Regions from separate parts of the Mus musculus genome. Here region 2 is linked to region 1. The links are chromatin contacts, called in public ChIA-PET maps. All regions are on one chromosome and are shown on one strand. Each heading gives the region's core, a stretch centred on a gene start, on an enhancer-like site or on the middle of the called end of the contact. The rest is flanking DNA. Distances are from core to core; before and after follow the strand shown.

What was found. ChIA-PET counts read pairs in DNA pulled down with a chosen protein or histone mark.
Region 2: an RNA polymerase II ChIA-PET map of effector CD8 T cells shows a contact between it and region 1, with 17 read pairs. The contact joins the promoter of Samd8 here to the enhancer-like site in region 1. A contact is called at or near these places in 11 of 39 promoter capture datasets (the 3T3-L1 cell line, 3T3-L1-derived adipocytes, cranial neural crest and 7 more), 1 of 15 datasets of contacts at CTCF or cohesin (the NIH/3T3 cell line), 2 of 115 datasets of contacts at active chromatin or transcription factors (effector CD8 T cells and memory CD8 T cells) and 4 of 9 other capture datasets (adipose tissue, liver, macrophages and 1 more).

What each region holds. Positions count from the first base shown.
Region 1 is chr14:21,634,300-21,638,608 of GRCm38.p6, forward strand. It overlaps Kat6b (K(lysine) acetyltransferase 6B), which reads left to right. Exons shown (of 17, transcript NM_017479.3): 11 at 177-338; 12 at 3,248-3,341. Among named protein-coding and RNA genes, the nearest start is that of Dupd1, 78 kb to the right of the region's middle. Within about 2 kb of position 2,477, at least 27 of the 459 cell types and tissues checked have an H3K27ac peak or open chromatin away from gene starts, as enhancers often do. A contact at or near this core is called in effector CD8 T cells and memory CD8 T cells, where this site is marked.
Region 2 is chr14:21,748,665-21,752,973 of GRCm38.p6, forward strand. It overlaps Samd8 (sterile alpha motif domain containing 8), which reads left to right and starts at 1,867. Exons shown (of 6, transcript NM_026283.3): 1 at 1,867-2,116. The coding sequence starts at 1,943.

The sequences.
Region 1 (4,309 bases), core at 1,227-3,726:
CAAGTAACAGCTGTTCCCTGGTTAACACTGTCTTTGTTTAATGGAGTATTTTAATCTTAGAGTGTAGGATTTAGAAATAAAATTATATACTTTTTAAAATGATATACAGAAGAAGCAAGTTTATATTCTGATGATACTTTTATGTTAAATAATGTTGTCTGTTTCTCTTTTTCTAGGTTGATGGGAATATGAGTAAAATTTATTGCCAAAACCTTTGCTTGTTAGCCAAGCTCTTCCTGGACCACAAAACATTGTATTATGATGTTGAGCCATTCCTTTTTTATGTCCTTACAAAAAATGATGAAAAAGGCTGTCATCTGGTTGGATACTTCTCCAAGGTAAACCACGAGCCAGCATGGCCTTCTCTCGCTTGCTTGCAAATGTTTTTAGTGGAGCTCAGGTCTTTGAACAGGGTTTTTTTGTTTTGTTTTCTCTTGTTTTTGTATTTTTATGACAATAATTTGAGTAAGTGGCTCATGTTTCTGAAAACCTCAGCTTTTTGTTTAAAGCTCATTTGAAAGGACACAAACAAGAAACAAAACAAATAACAACAAAAGGTGCCTAGGAAGTGTGTAAAGGACCCCAGAACCCTGTGCTGTGCTGACAGTGACCATGCGACATTTCATTACCACCTTGTAGACTGCCTCGCAGCTTTGATTTCCAAATGTTGAGCTTCTTTCTTCTTTTAAGTGGTGTGCACATGAAGCTTTCTGTGATGGAGCACTTAAGACCTCAGCCTCTCTGGCTCATTTCCTACCTCGTGGTCAGCAGTATCCAGTGTTAGAGCATTGGTGTGGGCTGCTGAGATGGCTCCTGAGAAACGTCCAGGACCTGCTTGGTAGGAGAGAACTGACTCCCAGAAGTTGTCCGCATGCACCCTACCCTGCCCTGCCTCCCACCCCACACACACCAAGGAATACATGTAATTAAAACAAAAACAAAAACACCACTGGCAATTGATGGCCTAGTTGATAGGTGGCTGGTTTTCCACCGCTGCCTCTCATGATCTGTGCTGTGGTTTTTAAGTTCTAAGGGAGTCTTGCCTGTAGGAAACCTACCTGTCTCTAGCAGTCAACATGGGGAAGAACTTGCATACTAAGGCACAGTGGCTCGTCTTTTCACTGGTTCAGAGCTCTTCTCCAGAAGAAACTGCTCAGAAACTGCTGTTGCTAAGTCATGCACCTTGAAAGAGAGCTGGTTTGGAATGTGTTTGCCAGGTGTTGAACTTTCCCTGGGTATGCACCCAAGAATGGTTACAGAAACAGAGATGGTAATTATCCAGACGCTCAGCAGATGAGTGACTTTATTGGATCTGCTTTTCTTTAATGTTCATGATGAAACACTCCATAGAAGTGCTGTTTTCACAGGAAATAAGAAGCTAGACTATCTTCCCGGTGTGTTGGCATATGCTGCTAATATAAATACTCAGAGGGCTAAGACAAGGGATCACCAGTTTGTGGTCAGCCAAGACGGCATGGCAAGACTGTCCATGTCCCTCAGTGTTCTCTCCCTCCAGACACATGAACCATCCAGAGGTCCTCCTGTCTCATCCCTGTGTGCAGCTATTTTGACTGACTCTCTTTCCTTCTTTCTTTCTTTCTTTCTTTCTTTCTCTCTCTCTCTCTCTCTCTCTCTCTCTCTCTCTCTCCCTCTCTCTCTCTCTTTCTTTCTTTCTTTCTTCATTGTTTATTTGTTTTTGTTTTTTGAACAGAATCACACTATTTAGCTCTGGCTATGCTAGAATTCAGAGATCTGCCTGTCTTCTGCCTCCTGAACATCCACTCCCCACCCACTCCAGACAGTGTTTCTCTGTGCAACAGCCCTGGCTTTACTGGAACTCTCTCTGTAGACCAGGCTGTCCTGGAACTTACCAAGAAATACCTGCCTCTGCCTCTGCGTCCCGAGTGCTGGGATTAGAAGGTACACCACCAAGTCTGGCAGCCCTTCTGTTCAATGTGGATTTAAGCCTCGTGCTCCTGGAGGCTCACACCGGCACAGCAGGCTTTTTACTTACTTACTGGGCTAGGTCCATCTATTAAGAAAAGGAAGTGGATTGCTGTTGGATTATATTTCAGTGAACTCTCATGGCTGAGAACAGTTCTGGACAGAGAAAGGGCTGGCATCAAGGATATAAATCCTCTTTGCCCAGAGTACATCTCTTTTTAGATAGAGTGACCCATTTATCTTACTTTGCACAGTAAAATTAATTATTTGAGCCTTTACTATTGGCATGCACATCCAGGGATGGGCAATTTATCTCCTAGAGTCTCGTTGTTACTTCTCAAGGCTTAGAGATGCCACAGACAGCTACAAGTACACAAAAGTGGGGCTCATCTTCTTTCATTTTTGCCCTTTAGACTTTTTTCCACAGTTGTTTCCTGTGGTCTTTGAAACTGGTTCGTTAAAGATCTGAGTGTTCTGAAGTGATCTTGTGATGTGGTTCTATTTGTGAGCAGCCTCATTTGTGGTTTATATTTGGCCACAGCACTCACGGCCTCAGAAGCCTTTTCCAGATCTTCTCTGTGTAGGTTTTGGTGGTGTCTGTGTACTGTGAATTCGATATTGCGATTGTGAACCCTTAGTTCTTAGAGCTGTCCAGAGCTCTACTCAGACCCCCTCCTGGCTTTAGCCTGTTGATAGGATTTCCGTCTCACTGTTGTTCAGAGGCTTTGGGGTTTCTTGGTGTCTTTGTTGTTGTTTGATTTTCCTGGTTTGAGGTGCCGACTTTAATTATTTCTACTTGGCCTTCTGACTCACAGGAGACACATTTGTTTGTGTGTCCACTCACGTGTCTGCCATTCCAGTGCCACTGGGGGATTTACTCAGAGGCAGAGGCCAGCTTGCCATTGTCGAGTTGTAGATTATCACGCAGTAGGGCTGCCCGCCAAAGCCCAGTTTACTCCACTGGGTGGACTAGGTGGTGTTTTCTCCGTTTCTGCAGTTGTGTGAGCAAGGAGAGCGTCGTTCCCTCCTGTGGCGGTTCTTTCACCCTGCACACATTTCCTAGATTCCCTATACGGATTTTATGCTCCTAACTTTGTAGAATGCAGATACATCTGAGAAGCATAGCCAGAGAGGGTGCTTTGTTGTTACTTACTTGATCAGCATGGTAGGATTACTCTGATTGGTCCTGACCCAAGCCACTGTTTGACCTTAGCGGATAGCTTTACAAGGACGGTGGCAGGTACTGGGACTTGCCCACTGCAGCAGAGCTCTGACATACTTACTATGCTTCTTTTTCCCATAGGAAAAGCTCTGCCAGCAGAAGTATAATGTGTCCTGCATAATGATCATGCCCCAGCACCAAAGGCAAGGATTTGGACGCTTTCTCATTGATTTCAGTAAGTGAAATACATTACTTCCTTCCAGAGTAGCTGCCGGCTGTTTCAGGAAACTGTACCGCATAAAGCTTTATTTAACCTGCTGTGCTGTTTTCTTTTTGTAATCGTACATAGTGGGTCTTCTGTTTATAACCACCTGAGTTAGAAGATCTTCCTCACGTGACAGTTTCCCTGACACCCACTTACACTCAGGGAAAATGAGACTAGATCTCACCACAGTGCCCTTGCCTCAGAAAGCCATTACCTGCAATGAGCTGGTAGAGTTCTGTGGCACTGTGCTCACTATACCATTAGGTAATTATTGGGAATAAGCACAAGCGATTGTTAGTTACAAGGAGTTTTCGCTTTCTCAGATTTTGCCCAGTAGTCTTTGTGGAGCAGAGGAGAGCAGGGGTAAAGAGAGCCTGTTCACCTGAGGAGGCTCTAGTTACTTCCCTCTCACTGTTGCAGAAGCTGTTGGTAACGAGGTTTCTCAGGAGCTGCTGGCTTCATATGCACTTGTAGCCCTGAGCCTCTCTGGTTAAAGCTGGATGCTTGCAACAGTGCAGCGGCTGGATGCTTGCAACAATGCAGCGGCTGGATGCTTGCAACAATGCAGCGGCTGGATGCTTGCAACAATGCAGCGGCTGTGCTTCTTTCTTAGCCGCTGTCTCTCTTCTTGCTTATTTCATACTAAGGCTCAAGCTGCATTTAGAGAGATAGTAGCCTGTGAGCCCCTTACCCTGTGATGATAGGACTCTCTAGCTATATGACAGTCTGTCACTTAGTGCACGTGAATTCGTAGGTTGTTAGCTGGATAAAGGAAATTTGAATATATGTGCAGGAAATGCAAGGCCTTGCATGTAGGTATGCTGTGAGGGTCCATAAGGAAGTATGTTGACTCTATAAGTCTCTATCATTAGATTCTGAAATGTTGAAGTCTGCAGATAAATTTTAGACTGATTTTGTATAATTTCCTGACCAAAAAA
Region 2 (4,309 bases), core at 617-3,116, 110 kb after region 1:
TGGCATTGACAGGTGGGACAAAGTGACTCAGCAAGTCCCAAGGGCCTCTGAACGCTGCAAGACCTATTTCCCTTGAGCTGACTCCCATCCCTAAAGTCTCCGAGAACATGGAGTTGGACTCCTACAAGTCACGATCTCTCTCCACCTCTGTCAGTTCCTTCTGTAAAGTTAAGGGTTTGCCTGTCCTGGGGAGTTGTTGCAAGGGTTAAACTAAAGGTTCACTGCGTCTAACATAGGGCAAGTGCTTTGAAATAGGTTCATTCGTAGGTTTAGAGCCTGCATAGACGGGTTCCAATGACAAGAGTTAAAGCAGAGAAAAGCACTGAGGCTTGAATGTCAGAAAAGACTCTTGCAGGTCTAAGTGGGCCACAAACAGGGGGGGACACCGATATCGGCTGCATTGGAGCCTTTGGATTGTGGAACACAGGGGACCTTGTCAGAGTTGTGGAGTCACAGAAACTTAGGCACACAGGGAGGAAAGCATCTGACGTGTGCTGTAGGGTTCACACAGAACGGTGGTTCTATAATGAAGATAGCAGATTTTTTTTTTTTTTAAGAGAAAGCTGATGGATCCTTTTATGTCAGAGAGGTGATCATTGCCCAAGGCTCTGAGAATAAGGCTCTGAGAATCTTTGGACACTAGAACCACTTTTTAAACATTATTTTTATAATTAAAAATATTTTATTGGTACTGGAGAGATGGCTCAGTGGTTAAGAACACAGATAATACATGCAGGCAAACATTTATACATATAAAATAAGTTTTAAAATTATGTTTGAGTGCCTACAAATATGTATGTGGGCCACATGCATCCCATGCCTGCTGTATCCAGAAAGTGGGGGTGGGGGGTGGGTCTCCTGGAATTAGAGTTCTAGATGGTTGTGAGGTGGCATGTGGCATTGAACTTGAGGCATTGAGGTGAAAGGGTATTAAACCTGAGTCTCCAGCAAGAGCAGCAAGTGCTCTAACCACTGAGCAACACCTCTACCCCTATAGAAGCACGGGGACAAGAGAGTTCTCTGCCTACAAGGGCTGCAGGAGATGAGATGTTTTGCAGTGTCATGGAGCCCTTGAAGGTTCTGAGCATACTAGGCAGATTCCTGGCTGCCCCTGTTCTCCTCCTGTCCATCTTAGAATCTGCCCCCTTCTCCCTCAGAACTACCAAAGCCGGTCCTGCATTGTTCAAGAAAGTAGAGTCAAAGAGGGCTGAGATTTCAAGCTGCAGATGGCTTCAGACGTGGATTCTGCCAATGTTAGGCTTGCTTTAGAAGGGGATATTCCGTTAAGGTGGGGTATGGTAGTAGCAGGAAAGAACCCAGGTTCTGTCTGAGGTTAGCTTGGGCTTGGGTACCAGCTTGGATTAACTGTGCTACGTCAGGCTACAATGTTTCTTGACCTTTCTATGAGATCTACAGAGTTGAAACAATGATTTGAAGTATAGTCTCTAGCACAGTACAAAATCAAGGGGCAATAAACGGGGCTGGGCAGTGGTGGCACTCGCCTTTAATCTCAGCACTTGGGAGGAAGAGGCAGGTGGATCTCTGTGAGTTTGAGGCCAGCCTGGTCTACAGAGTGATGTCCAGGACAGCTGAAGCTACACACAGAGGAACCTTGTCTCGAAAACACCAAAGGTGGAAAAACAAATAAATGATGCAACTTGAGGACTGACTGAGAAGGGGTTTGCCCCTTCAAAGGGCTCAGGATAATAGCCTCTTCCTAGGCTCCAACCCCAGTCAACAACCCACAAGCCTTCTCCTATCTTCATTAAAACCCTTTGATGAATTATGCTTGGGCATGACGCAAGCGCTCTCCCCCTCCCCCTTGGGTTTCCCCTCCTCTTCCGGTTTTGGACCCGCCCCCTCCCCGTAGCGCCCCGCCTCCCGAAGCAGTTCCGGTTCGGCTGGCCGCTGCTGGCGGCACGGCTCCAAAGGGGCCGGAGCGATGCCCGCTGGTAGCCGAGCCGGCTCCCGCCTGCGCTCCGGCTCCCTCCCCCGGCCTTCGCGTCTGACTCTCAAGGCGCTGCGCCCCGCCTACGCGCCGAGGACCCCCGACTCCAACGGCGACTTAGACACCGGCTCCGAGCTGGGTCCCGGCAGCCCGGCTCCCACCGCGGAGGTGAGCGGGCGCCGAGGCTGATGAGAGGGGAGATTGGGGGGCGCCTGCAACCAAGGGTGAGTGGAGAGTCGGGGGCGCCAAGGGCCGCGGGGAGACGGTTGGGGAAGCCAGGGGAGGCCGCTCTGGAATGGAATCCGGAGAAAATCAGGGGGTTGAGCTGACCCGCGGGCAACAAGGGACGAGGCGCAGGGGCTGGGTCCTTGCTACCCGGCTAGGGGAGAAGGAACGTGCAAGAGGGGTCCCCGGAATCCAGACCTGGAGGAGGAGGTGCCCTGGGTTGTAGCCATAGAGATGAGGGATAGGGAGAGCTGGCCCCGGGCCTCCTGTAACCCGTAACCCGCATGAGGGCGAGGCAGCCGGGTGGGGACTGACAGCCACCTGACTCGGTGGGAATGGTGGCTGGTTTCGCAGGGCGGGAGTTAGGGTTGCCTGGAAAGAGGGAGGTGCTGTCGGGTGGGAAGGAGCTTGGCCTAAAGGTTAGAGAGGAAAAGTCCAGGGGAAAAAAAGGAGCCCTTGGGGATCTAATTTAGGGCCTTGGCTTTTTTACAGGTAAGTGTCTTTCAAGGTGTCAAAAATCTCTGGGTAGTGGATGACGGCTTTGGGGCTTGCCTGTTTGTGATCCCTTTAAGAAGCTAGATTGCGAGGGGCGGGTATGCATCGCTGATTCTCGTACAGGGACTGGGGGAGGCGATCGGAGAGAGGAAGTGATGTTCGTAGAGGGTAGTGATTTGTGAAAATAAAGATGTCACTCAGATTTCTTCTGACGCGAGTGGTTTCTTCTCCTCTGTGCTTCGTTTTTAAGAAGGTTCAGATGTCAGGCAAGTGTAAGTCTTTAGTACATTACCTTTAAATTAAAAAAATTAAATCTGCAAGGGGAATTTGGACGTTTGGATTTTACAGATAATTCAGTGCGAATTGTTAACACTTGAATACAGCTTGAGTTGGCCCGCATATTGGCCACAGGGTGGAAATATGGTCCGTGGAAATTCTTGGGTTTAAGAGGTCATTTACGACAAGAAGTGAAGCCACCCATAGTCCAGAATCCTACAAGATCGTCCCCATTGGTAACTCGAGGATTGGAGTTACCTCGTACAAAATTTGAAAGGTGATTTTAACAGCTTTTTCAGGATCAGTATTCTCTTGCTATTTAGCAGATTTTTTCCACATGAATGGAATTTTTTTTCTATCGTGATCAAGAAACCTAAAGGTAGCAAAGGGAGGTTATAGTTGGCAGCTGACAAAAGAAATGTGTAAGCACACAGGTGCTTTTTCTGGAAGATGTAGTACCAAAGCTGTAACTCTGCCAGAAAAATATTGATCCCAAAACTTTTTGAGTTCATATAAATAAGAAATGGTATCGTGACTCCTTTGACTTCTAACTGAGGCTCATTAAGGCTCCTTGCAGCTTATCAGATAGGTTTGGCTATGTTGTTGGGCATTTCAAAACCAACTTTTAATTATTTTCTACTTTCAACAAGCCTCTACTGCTCCATCCTCACAAGATGACCATCTACTGTGGCTGCAACAAGCTTTTAAATTGCTTTCTGTGAATGGGACCTTAATATCAGACTGGCAAAAGCTCAGTGGATAATAATTTCCTCAAAGAATAGGAAATTCTTTTGCTCTTCTGAGGCTGTCAGAAGGTAGGGTTCTTTAGTAAAGATGATCTTTCGATGAAGAATTTTTATGTAGCGTTGCTGTTTGTTTTCCCTGACATACTGGGAACCTTCAAAAGAACTTGTTTTTGTATTAGCGCTCATTTTTTTTTTTTTTTGAAGCAGTCTTGATGTGTAACACAGGCTAACCTTTAACTCAGGGTTTTCCTGAGTTAGCTTCCTGAGAGTTTGGACTACAGACATGACCTACCTCACCCAGCCAAATTTAGCTGAGTAAAAATTTTGATGGATGAAAGTTTACTGAACTGGAATACAAAAATTCTGCCTAATATTATGAGATTAAGGAGAGAAACTGTTGGAGTTACAAAATTAATGGGTAATGGTAATAAAATTATACCTAATGATGGCTGTGTTTTCATTTCCGTTTGTCAGTTCTCACAGCCACCTAACTGTAAAGAAAATGAGTTTTACTGTAAAGCAGATACTGTAAGGCAGAAAGTGCCTTCCCAGCTGCAGCTGCAGAATTGGCAGGTGCAATTAGAGAAACACTTCAGTAGCATGCTCCTCATTCTGCAGG